Linked DNA regions of Mus musculus: all the other regions are linked to region 1. A link is a contact called in public Hi-C data. All regions are on one chromosome and are shown on one strand. Each heading gives the region's core, a stretch centred on a gene start, on an enhancer-like site or on the middle of the called end of the contact. The rest is flanking DNA. Distances are from core to core; before and after follow the strand shown.

What was found. A called contact is a pair of places that touch in the nucleus more often than the background predicts.
Region 2: a Hi-C map of cerebellar granule neurons shows a contact between it and region 1, with 3 times the contacts expected there. The contact joins two enhancer-like sites. A contact is called at or near these places in 1 of 39 promoter capture datasets (embryonic stem cells) and 3 of 484 Hi-C or Micro-C datasets (the C2C12 cell line, cerebellar granule neurons and cerebellum).
Region 3: a contact with region 1 is called in a Hi-C map of muscle stem cells, with 1.7 times the contacts expected there. The contact joins two enhancer-like sites. A contact is called at or near these places in 9 of 484 Hi-C or Micro-C datasets (liver, mammary gland, muscle stem cells and 2 more) and 7 of 115 datasets of contacts at active chromatin or transcription factors (embryonic stem cells, heart atrium, hepatocytes and 3 more).

The regions. Positions count from the first base shown.
Region 1 is chr4:82,535,812-82,538,726 of GRCm38.p6, reverse strand. The region is part of intron 1 of Gm11266 (predicted gene 11266); the gene reads right to left. Among named protein-coding and RNA genes, the nearest start is that of Gm11266, 29 kb to the right of the region's middle. Within about 2 kb of position 1,331, at least 60 of the 459 cell types and tissues checked have an H3K27ac peak or open chromatin away from gene starts, as enhancers often do. A contact at or near this core is called in cerebellar granule neurons, cerebellum and muscle stem cells, where this site is marked.
Region 2 is chr4:82,703,096-82,706,093 of GRCm38.p6, reverse strand. No RefSeq gene overlaps it. Among named protein-coding and RNA genes, the nearest start is that of Gm11269, 13 kb to the right of the region's middle. Within about 2 kb of position 1,498, at least 40 of the 459 cell types and tissues checked have an H3K27ac peak or open chromatin away from gene starts, as enhancers often do. A contact at or near this core is called in cerebellar granule neurons and cerebellum, where this site is marked.
Region 3 is chr4:82,323,671-82,326,609 of GRCm38.p6, reverse strand. It overlaps Nfib (nuclear factor I/B), which reads left to right. Exons shown (of 12, transcript NM_001113209.2): 9 at 2,900-2,939. Among named protein-coding and RNA genes, the nearest start is that of Nfib, 180 kb to the left of the region's middle. Within about 2 kb of position 1,434, at least 10 of the 459 cell types and tissues checked have an H3K27ac peak or open chromatin away from gene starts, as enhancers often do. A contact at or near this core is called in muscle stem cells, where this site is marked.

The DNA of each region.
Region 1 (2,915 bases), core at 82-2,581:
CTGAAAATTATTCCAGGCTTCTCGGCTGAAGAGGGTCTCTTGGCAGTCCAGAGACCCGCTTGGAGAGAGCCCACCCGCAAGTGTGCGCTCGAAAAGTTTGTAAGAGTTTTTGCCAAGGCACCCGAGAGGTCCGGGAAGCCCAAAACTCTGGCTGGTGACCCAGCATGGAAAGATGTAAACAGAGAAGGGAAGTGTCAGGAAGGACGGGGAGACAAGCTACTTGCGGGCAGATCAAGCGAATATTGCCAGGATGATTAACTGCGGGTGGGGAACCTGCGGTGCGCAAAACAGATCGGAGACATCTTCTAGTTCCGTGGCTCAATCTCCTCCACCATTCCTGTGCGATGAAGTCTCACTAATAATTTCTCTCCATTCCACGTAGTCCTATAGTCTTCACTGTAAAAAGGAGCGCTCTCAACAATTTAAGGCTTATCCGCTTTCTTCCCCCCAGTTTCCTAATATCTATTCCCATTTCGTTTGCAGCCAAATAAATAGTGACCGTGGGGGATAAAAAAACGCATGGCCTTAGAAAACTAAATGCGCCGCGTTCCCCAAGTTGCTTATCTCCTCTGATCCTCTGATGAGACCCTTGGTACGGCAATTCCAAATATTGGTGCTCCCCAAGCTCAGTGGGGTTCGCTGCCAAAAAAAAAAAAAAGCCACACACATACAAACAAAAACAAAAATAAACAACTAGCAACCCGCATCAGAAACTCTCAATGGAAAAGCCTGAGCCCCAGGTGCCTCCAGCAGCTTCCCGCAGTTTGGCTGCCTGGAAGCCTGGAAAATGTGCGCCAGAGCCGGGCTGCGCCCAGCACTTTCCAAGTGAAACTTCAGTCCCAATGGTCTTTCCCACAGGTTCTAGGACACATGAGCCTGCCTGTCCCCAGCTTCTAAAAATCCTCCCCACGGGCTCATCAGGTCCTGGTAAGTGAACTGCTCTTCGGCGGCTGCTGGATTAAGAATGTGTGTCTGCTCCTTGAGGCAATGACTTTCTTCCAGCAAAGTGGCCTAGAAGCTGCCGGTAGCCCCCAGGCTGTGGCAGGAGAGCATCCGTCGCCTGCTCCTCGGAGAAGTTGAGTGAATTTCCGCATAGGGAGAAACGTTAAGGGTTGGAGTGTACCGTGGGGGGCGGGAGCATAGCAAGTTGCCCCCGGCTCTTTGTTTTTGAGAGTCCCCTCGCGCTCTGGTCTCAAGAATCTTCCACACTGCTTCATAGTGAATCATAGAGAATCGCGCCGAGATTCGGCTGCATGGGGCTGTCTTTAGCTTCTGCAGACCGAGGCCGAGGAGCTAGTGCAGTTCCCGGGCATCGCCAGACTCTGTTACTACTGCCGCTCGCCCTTCGGCTGAAGTCCCTTCTCTGAACACCCCCAGAACAGTTCCAGCTCTCCCCAAAACTGTGTAAGGAGAGGAGGATCAGATTTATAGACTGCAGTGTACCCCAACAGGTAGTTTCACCTGGCCTGGTTTAAATATTAAAGTCTGGGCCTTGCGTGGGCATCGCGAAACTGGCCCAAGACACAGACTTTTAGTCGGGGACGAAAACGGCGATGTGCGAGTTACTTAAGATAATCATGTTTTCTCTTCAGTCTTCAACTTATCCCCAAACATCGAAAGAGCTGATCCGTTAGGAACGAGGCTCAGCGAGCCTAAATAGCTGGCTTCCAGCTGCAAGCCCACAGGCAATTTGATTTACCTCCCACCCCCAGAGAGTTACTAAAGAACCCTACTCCCGCTTTAGAGAGATGGGTTCCTTTGGGAAGATCCTTCCTCAAAATGCCCTAGCCTTGGACAAGGAGGGTGAGCTGCGCTGGCTTGGAACAGAATTGCAGTCCCGGTTCTGTTGGTGCGCTGAACAGTGAGGGAGAGCGATGTGCCAGGGCGAGCATGGAACCCGCGAGCCTCGCGTGCACTGCGATTCATGACTCCTTATGGAAGCTCAGGGAGAAGTTGGTGGCCCGCTTGTACAATCTGGGGCCAGCATAGTCCTCTTCTCCAGGGAGTGCTAGCCGAAATTCTTCCCCTGGGGCCATTGATGCACGTGGTGCGCAATGACCCGACGCAAAGTCAGGAAACCGCTAGCAATGGCCCAAAGATTCCCGCGTGTGCCACCCTCGAAGGGTGGAGGAGACCGGGGACTGGGCCCCTCGGGAGGGACGATCTAAAACTGTCTTGGGAGACAGGCTTTCCCCTGCTCCTTCTCTGAGCCCTTGCTTAGTGGTACCTTTTGCCATCTCAGCCAGGAATCCTGGTCTTACCCTACCTCTCTCTTTAGGAACCAGTTCAGGCTCCCCACTGTCACCAGCCCCTACGTCAAGAGCTGTGGGCAGATGTGACCTTGGGCTCTTTGATTTTTAAGGGTATCAAGGTCTGGCCCTGTTTCCAGTGTTCCAAAAAATCTCTCTCTCCCTTCTTCCCAGCTTCACATCCTATCTAGAGACTGTGGCAAATTCAAAGCCTCTGTCACTGGACAAGCTATCTAAACTTGCAGTTTTCTGGTACCTTGACCCCTTAAAGTTGGCCTCAGCTAGCTCTGACAGGGAGAGTAAAGTAGCCACCCTTACCCCCTTCTCCTATTCTCCTCTCACCCACCAGCCACCTTCACCTTTCCCCAGTCCAAACCTTGCCGGCAGAAGAGCAGGAGTCTCTGAAAGGCACAGACTGGTTCTGGCTGTCTAGGAAGTTCTTTTCTTCGCTGGCCCCTCTGTGAGGCCCTTGCATTCTGCCCTCTCCACCCCCATCTCGCTTATAGCAGGGACCCTTGGACTTGTAGGTTGGGTTTCAAATTTATTTTGCCTTGCTTTAATTTTGTTTAAGGTTCCACCCTGCTGAGCCTGGAGTACAGCTTCCCAGTTTTCCAGTCAGGAGCTTGGAAGATAGACTCTTGGAGCAGGGCATGTTGTCCCTCCATG
Region 2 (2,998 bases), core at 249-2,748, 170 kb before region 1:
ATGAACCGTGTTCCGACTATGTCAATGAAACTGTTATGTCTTTGTTGGGGGAGATATTAATTCTGAGCAATTACAGCTCCCTTTCCCTTCTCCCCTCCCTCCTACCCCTCCCCTCTCTTCATCTGCTCAGCAAGGACCATGGACCATGTCAAACAATATACAACAGAGAAGAATGCAAATAAACTTTAGTCTGCATCGCCCAGCAAGGCAGTTAGCCGCCCACTTGCAAGCTACTTCACTCTTGTACACATGATACACAAAGAACGCTAGCTACTTTCACCAATCCCTTTAGACCAGGAAAAAAAAAAAAAGAGGCAAAAGAACTGATCCTTGTCCTTCTATCTGTGAGGTTGCAGTTCCTCCTGCTAATGAAGGAGCTTTTCCCATGATGCAGTGTGATAAGGATTGGCCTACATGTAGTCCAGCAAGCCACCGCTGATGTTTCCTCGACTAGGTCTCTTATCTCCCATTGAGCTGCCTCTGATGAAGGTCGCTGACAGCAGGATGGCTGGGAAAACGTCGGACAGCTCCATCAAATGGCAGCTTTGCTATGACATGTCAGCCAGGACCTGGTGGATGGTAAGTTTGGCATGATAACCCCTTTTCCATCCTCCCTCCAAATGCCCCCCTCCCTTCTTCCCTCTGAGCGCCTCCTTTGTTGTTCTGTGCACGTGTTGTAAAAGTTTGCTGCCTGCCGGCTGCAAGTTCAAGCTCTAGTTGTGGGAACCTGGAGCGCTCTGCACACCAGTGAGCTAGATAGGACTTCCCACTATTGTGGCCAGGGGCATAGGCCTTCTCTCTGAAAAGGCAGGGTGAGTTTTTGTTCACTTCTAGGAGAGAAAAAAGGAAAACAGAATAAATAAAGAAAAAATGCAAATATCCTGGTGGACCACAGACAGGCTGGCTGCTGTGAACTTCGTGGAGACCCGGGGCGGGCGGTCGGGCTGTAGGGGACTGGAGCCGTCCTGCCTAATTGTTCCTGCACTGGTCTTAGAACACAGCAATGTACTTCTTTCTTCGGTGTCTCGAATAATGATTTAGACGGTGTATTGTGGCACGTTGTGTGCAGCTCCCTCATCAGTATGCGACTGTCCCCCATGCTTTGCCTTAATTTGGAATCCACCTCCCTTTCAGTGAATACTGTAACCGGAGCGACCACTGATTACTATGCCACTCAGCGTAATTAAATTTAGTTAATGAGGATATGCATATTCAGTTCATTATTTTTCTTTGCTCAGGCAAATGTGTGTGGGTTTGTTGTTACTGTCTCCCCCCCCCACTTTCATATTTGTCCAGCTGCAAATGTGGGGAGGAGAGAAAAGAAGCACGGAGCACGGGTGAACCCCGAAATCAACTTTAAAAGTAGTATCAGGAGCAGACAAGTTTTAGCTTTCTTCCATCAGGAGTTTGGGGGAAGAAAACCTCTTCCCATTATAGAGCGGCTACGTGATAACTTTCAATATGCTGGGTCCCGTGTGTGGACAATGGTCTCTTGTATGCTGTCGCCGTGACACGAATGGGGAAATCTTCCCTAGCCAGCTTTTCATGCGACTATCAACTTTGTCATTGACTAATTTATCTGGGCAATTTTTTTTCTTTTGTCACTTTTTTCTTTTGCTCTCCATCAATTCTGACCCTTGCGTTTGTGCCTAGATAGCGGTGGCTCAACTGCTTCCACAGCTGTTGTGCTTACAACGCAGCCCATTTTCACAATAAGTACATCGGGAGACTGTGGGCATTTTCTCCTAGGTGGGGAGGGATATGGCTGCCCTGGCGGTCAGTCCATCTGCAGTCCTCGGACAGAAGGCAGCTCCTTCCGAGGAGCCCTGGCTTCTGGCATTGCTGGGCAAGAGGGGTTCTTATTAATGTGTTAAAGTTTCTAGAAGGTGGGTACAGTGCCTGTGGGCTCCCGAGGGTCCCCACCTCACTGCCTGCTGTCTTCCTTCTCTGCACACTTTCTTCTTAGTGTGAGATGTGGGAGCCCCAGAATTCCACTGCTACTTGAACTCCCCGCTGCTACTTGTTGCTGTTTTGAGTTCTCTGTGTCAAAGGAAAAGTCTGATCTCTGTCTCTATATGCCCCTTCCCCCTCCCTCTCACCCCTTTTATTCTCATTAGAGTATGTTGTGCATCTGATCTAACTCCTTTCCAGTGTTGCAAAAAGCTTGTGTAAAAGACTTGTTACACATGCCCACACTAAGGCTTTGAAGTGACATTTATCAGTGACCCTGCCTCCTGAAACTCATATTAACATAGTCTAAGAACTGGGCATTAAAATTAATATTTTCACTAAGCAAGGCATTTACTGTTGGGGGAAAAAGTTAAAGTTTGTGCTAAGAAATTTTACTTGAAAACCTATTGGTGTGAGCACAGCAAGCTGGTCGCTGATGTGCCCTTAAATGCCGTCATCTTGCTCCACAGACTCAGTGTCCCATGAGAAGTACGTTATAAATACTTGATTTAAAGAGTGGACAGATGGTTGTTTATTTACTTTTTAGTTATGTTATTGTGTTGTCTAAGAAGATGCAGATGATGGACAAGGACGTGTTTAAAGATAAAATAGCAAGTTGAAAATATTTGCACAAGTCATTTTTATATTTAGACTTAATTATGTCACATGTATGGTGTGTTCTTAGGATGATTCGGTTTTATGGACTCTTGTCAATTTGGGACCGAAGTGTTTAAGAGATTACTATTTAATATGTCATCAGAAACTTGGGGTGACAGGTGCTTTGCCGGACACCTGATTAATCAAGCTATGTTATTGCTTATCTTTAGTAAAGCCCTTGAAGAAACAGGAAGCACACCAGGGCCAGCCGAGTGTCAGTGCCCTGTTTTTGTAAGGTTTAAGAAATATTTTTAATGGTTCTTTAAAGTTCTTAAAATCTCTTTTACCATGACTCTCCTCTTACCATGAAACCGAATCATTTCGTTGTTATAATTACTTCAGGGTTTTGTATAAGAAAGGATATTGTATCCTTGTTCGGCTTAATCAAATG
Region 3 (2,939 bases), core at 185-2,684, 210 kb after region 1:
TACTGCACCCCTTGTGTGGCTTAGAAAGTTACCTTTGCTTTTAGTTTTACTAATTAATTATAAAATCAAATATTAACATTTTGGAGTTAAACACATGTATTTGTGCCTTTAAAAAAAGTCCACATGACGTACTGATGATGAGACTGCAGACAATTAAGGAAGTGGGGGAAGACCTTGGGATGCCAGTTTAGAAACGAAATTTGCTCCCAGAGTATGGATTCAAAAGTCTGTTTCATAGTGTATTTTGCTAGACTCAGCTGGGAACAGTGCACACAAGGTCTGATTTTAATTTGTTTAGAATTTCCATGAATAACAAAGTCTAATTAAGACATCCATTAAAAGTCCTTAACGTTAATTCAGTGTGGAAAATCTTAGAGTTCCATTGGATTTTTTTTTTCTTAAACTGATGTCTTAATTAGGCACTGTTAGGGGGAAAATTATGCAAATTAAAATCAGGCCCTTAGTGTTACGCATTTCTTTAATTATTCAGTACTTGTTTTACATATATTTCGATTTCTGTATAAGTTAAGAGTGCATATTAGGTGATAATCTGCCTCTTTTGTCTCAGTTTTTTTCCTCTATGTTTTCAAAGTAAAGATGCAGCTTCTAGGAGAGCATCCTGCCCCCCTCTCTGTTGGAAGCCAACAGTTAGAAGAAAACCCGTGAGAGTTTGATATACTGGGAGAGACGATAACTAGGCTAGCCCACTGCTGGTGCTGTCCATCTTCAGATTGTAGCTTCACAGGTTTAAATGGGTGTGAACCTGAAGAGTGGAAGGTCCTTTGACCCTGGTGTTTTAGAGACGACTGCATGGGCTTAGGCACTCTTTGTCCCTTTTCTTACTTTTGGATGGGAGAGCACCTGTCTGTTCCTGTAGACAGAGTGTACCCTGCACAAACTTAGCATCAGTGATGGCGTGTGTTGAGATTCTAGCTATTTGACTTCTGTTTCAGGTAGGTATGGACTGTTTTGGTGAACAACATGCAGAAACACTTTTGCAGTTGATTGCATCACTCGTGCAAGAGAGAGAGGGACAGACAGAGGGAGAGGGAGAGGGAGAGGGAGAGGGAGAGAGAGAGAGAGAGAGAGTGAGAGAGAGAGAGAGAGAGAGAGAGAGAGAGAGAGAGAGCTTTCTTCTTTCCAAGGACATACACAAAGCAGTCATTTATAATTTTTATAATCTTCCCATAGCCAGAAGTTGATCTTGTCACAAAAATGGGTCTTTATAGTGAATGGCAGAATTTTTTTTTAAAAGAATGTTATACCCATTTTGATGGTTAATTTTAAACTTAAAGCCAGTTGATTTGTGTTTCGGGGTAAGACTGTTGCTCTGCCCCTTTCCAATGCTGGAAATGCAGTGTGAGCAACAGTTCTCAAACCCTGTCGTCAGCTGCTGCTTTTCAGGGCCATGCTGATCTGGACTCTTACGCAAGGAGATGCCTTCTCCTCCCAACAGCCATCTGGAGATTAATTCCATTAGTGCTGCACCAATTATAGTTAGACAGTCATGCTATTCAGTGGAATATTTTGAACAAGATATAATTCTCCCATAGGTTTCCACAGAGAAAAACTCCAGTTTATTTTCCCAACATAAAGTTAAATACTTAAGAGTGCCCATGATGAATTGTCAGGATATTCAGAGTTAATTTTTAAAAATAAAAAGGAAGAAGTAACCCCTCTGTAACCTGCCCAAACTCAATCCATACCTCTAAGTCAATATATTCAAGCGCTATTATCTATCTTTCTCTAAAGAAATAGTCAGTTATGGTGTTTATGTTGATATTTAGACATGTCGTGTTTCGTTGATTTCTTTATTTTGCAAAGTTGGGATTATAAAGAACATACACTTGGGGAGAATACGCGCCAGGAAATTGTTAGAAAGACCATGCAGTGAAGTGTGAGTATAAATAACACTGGCACTCTCTACCTGGAATAATATATTCCAGGCTTTCTAATGTACCCAAAATCAATGTTTTTGTCTCCTACCAAAAAAAAATTATTGAGTGGTTAAAATTCAAGTAATCATGTATTTAAATTGTGAAACTGGAGAGAGCATTTTCTTCATTAATTCCCACCAATGTCTATGTAACTCTTCGTGCCCAGCAAAGTGAGCCACAAAGGGCAGTGTGCATTCGATGCTCCTTGTGTCCACTTTGGGACATCAGAGACATTCCTTTGAGGATATTTTATTCTGAAGCATAATGCCTGACTTACTTTCACATTTTATAACTGAGTTTGCAACTGAAATCTTAGATGCTTTAAATTTCATTCTGTTTGCTTGCATCAGCAAATCATTGAAAGTAGACTGGACACCTTGGAGTCTAAATTACCTGAAATATATGTCCTGTAATACCTGTGTGCAAGAGAGAGGAAGCTGGAATTTTTACATGCATAGGAAATGACTGTACGTGATGGAAACTACATAGTGTTGGACATGTTTCCTATTTCTTGACGTTCTTGTGTCCCTTATTGTCCATCGTTCAGTAGGAGAACATTGTACCAAGAGGGAAACCGAGAAGGAGGAGCAGAACGTTGGATTGCTGGGTTCTTACTGCAGAGAATTCAGTAAGGAATTCCACTGTAGCTTTACCTCAGCACCAGGCTCCGTGTGTGTTTTCCAGCCTACTACATGAGAGGGTCAGGTCAACTGGACTCTTAGGGGTGCTGTAAAGAGGAAGTCACCTGTGCAAAGTGCAACGATGATCAAACCCTTCTTTAAGTACTGTGTGTGCTGCTGCTTACTATTAAACATTGATCAGCTCCCAGCGCAGGCCTGAGAGGGCCTGTATGGCGACTCTCTACCCTGTGCAGAATCCCCGAGTGTATACTGAGAGGAGTTGCTGGACAGGATGACTGTCTTTTGGATTGCTTCACCCGGCGTTCTGTTTTTGTTTTGTAGCCTAACAGCAGTGGTCAAGTAGTAGGGAAAGTGCCTGGCC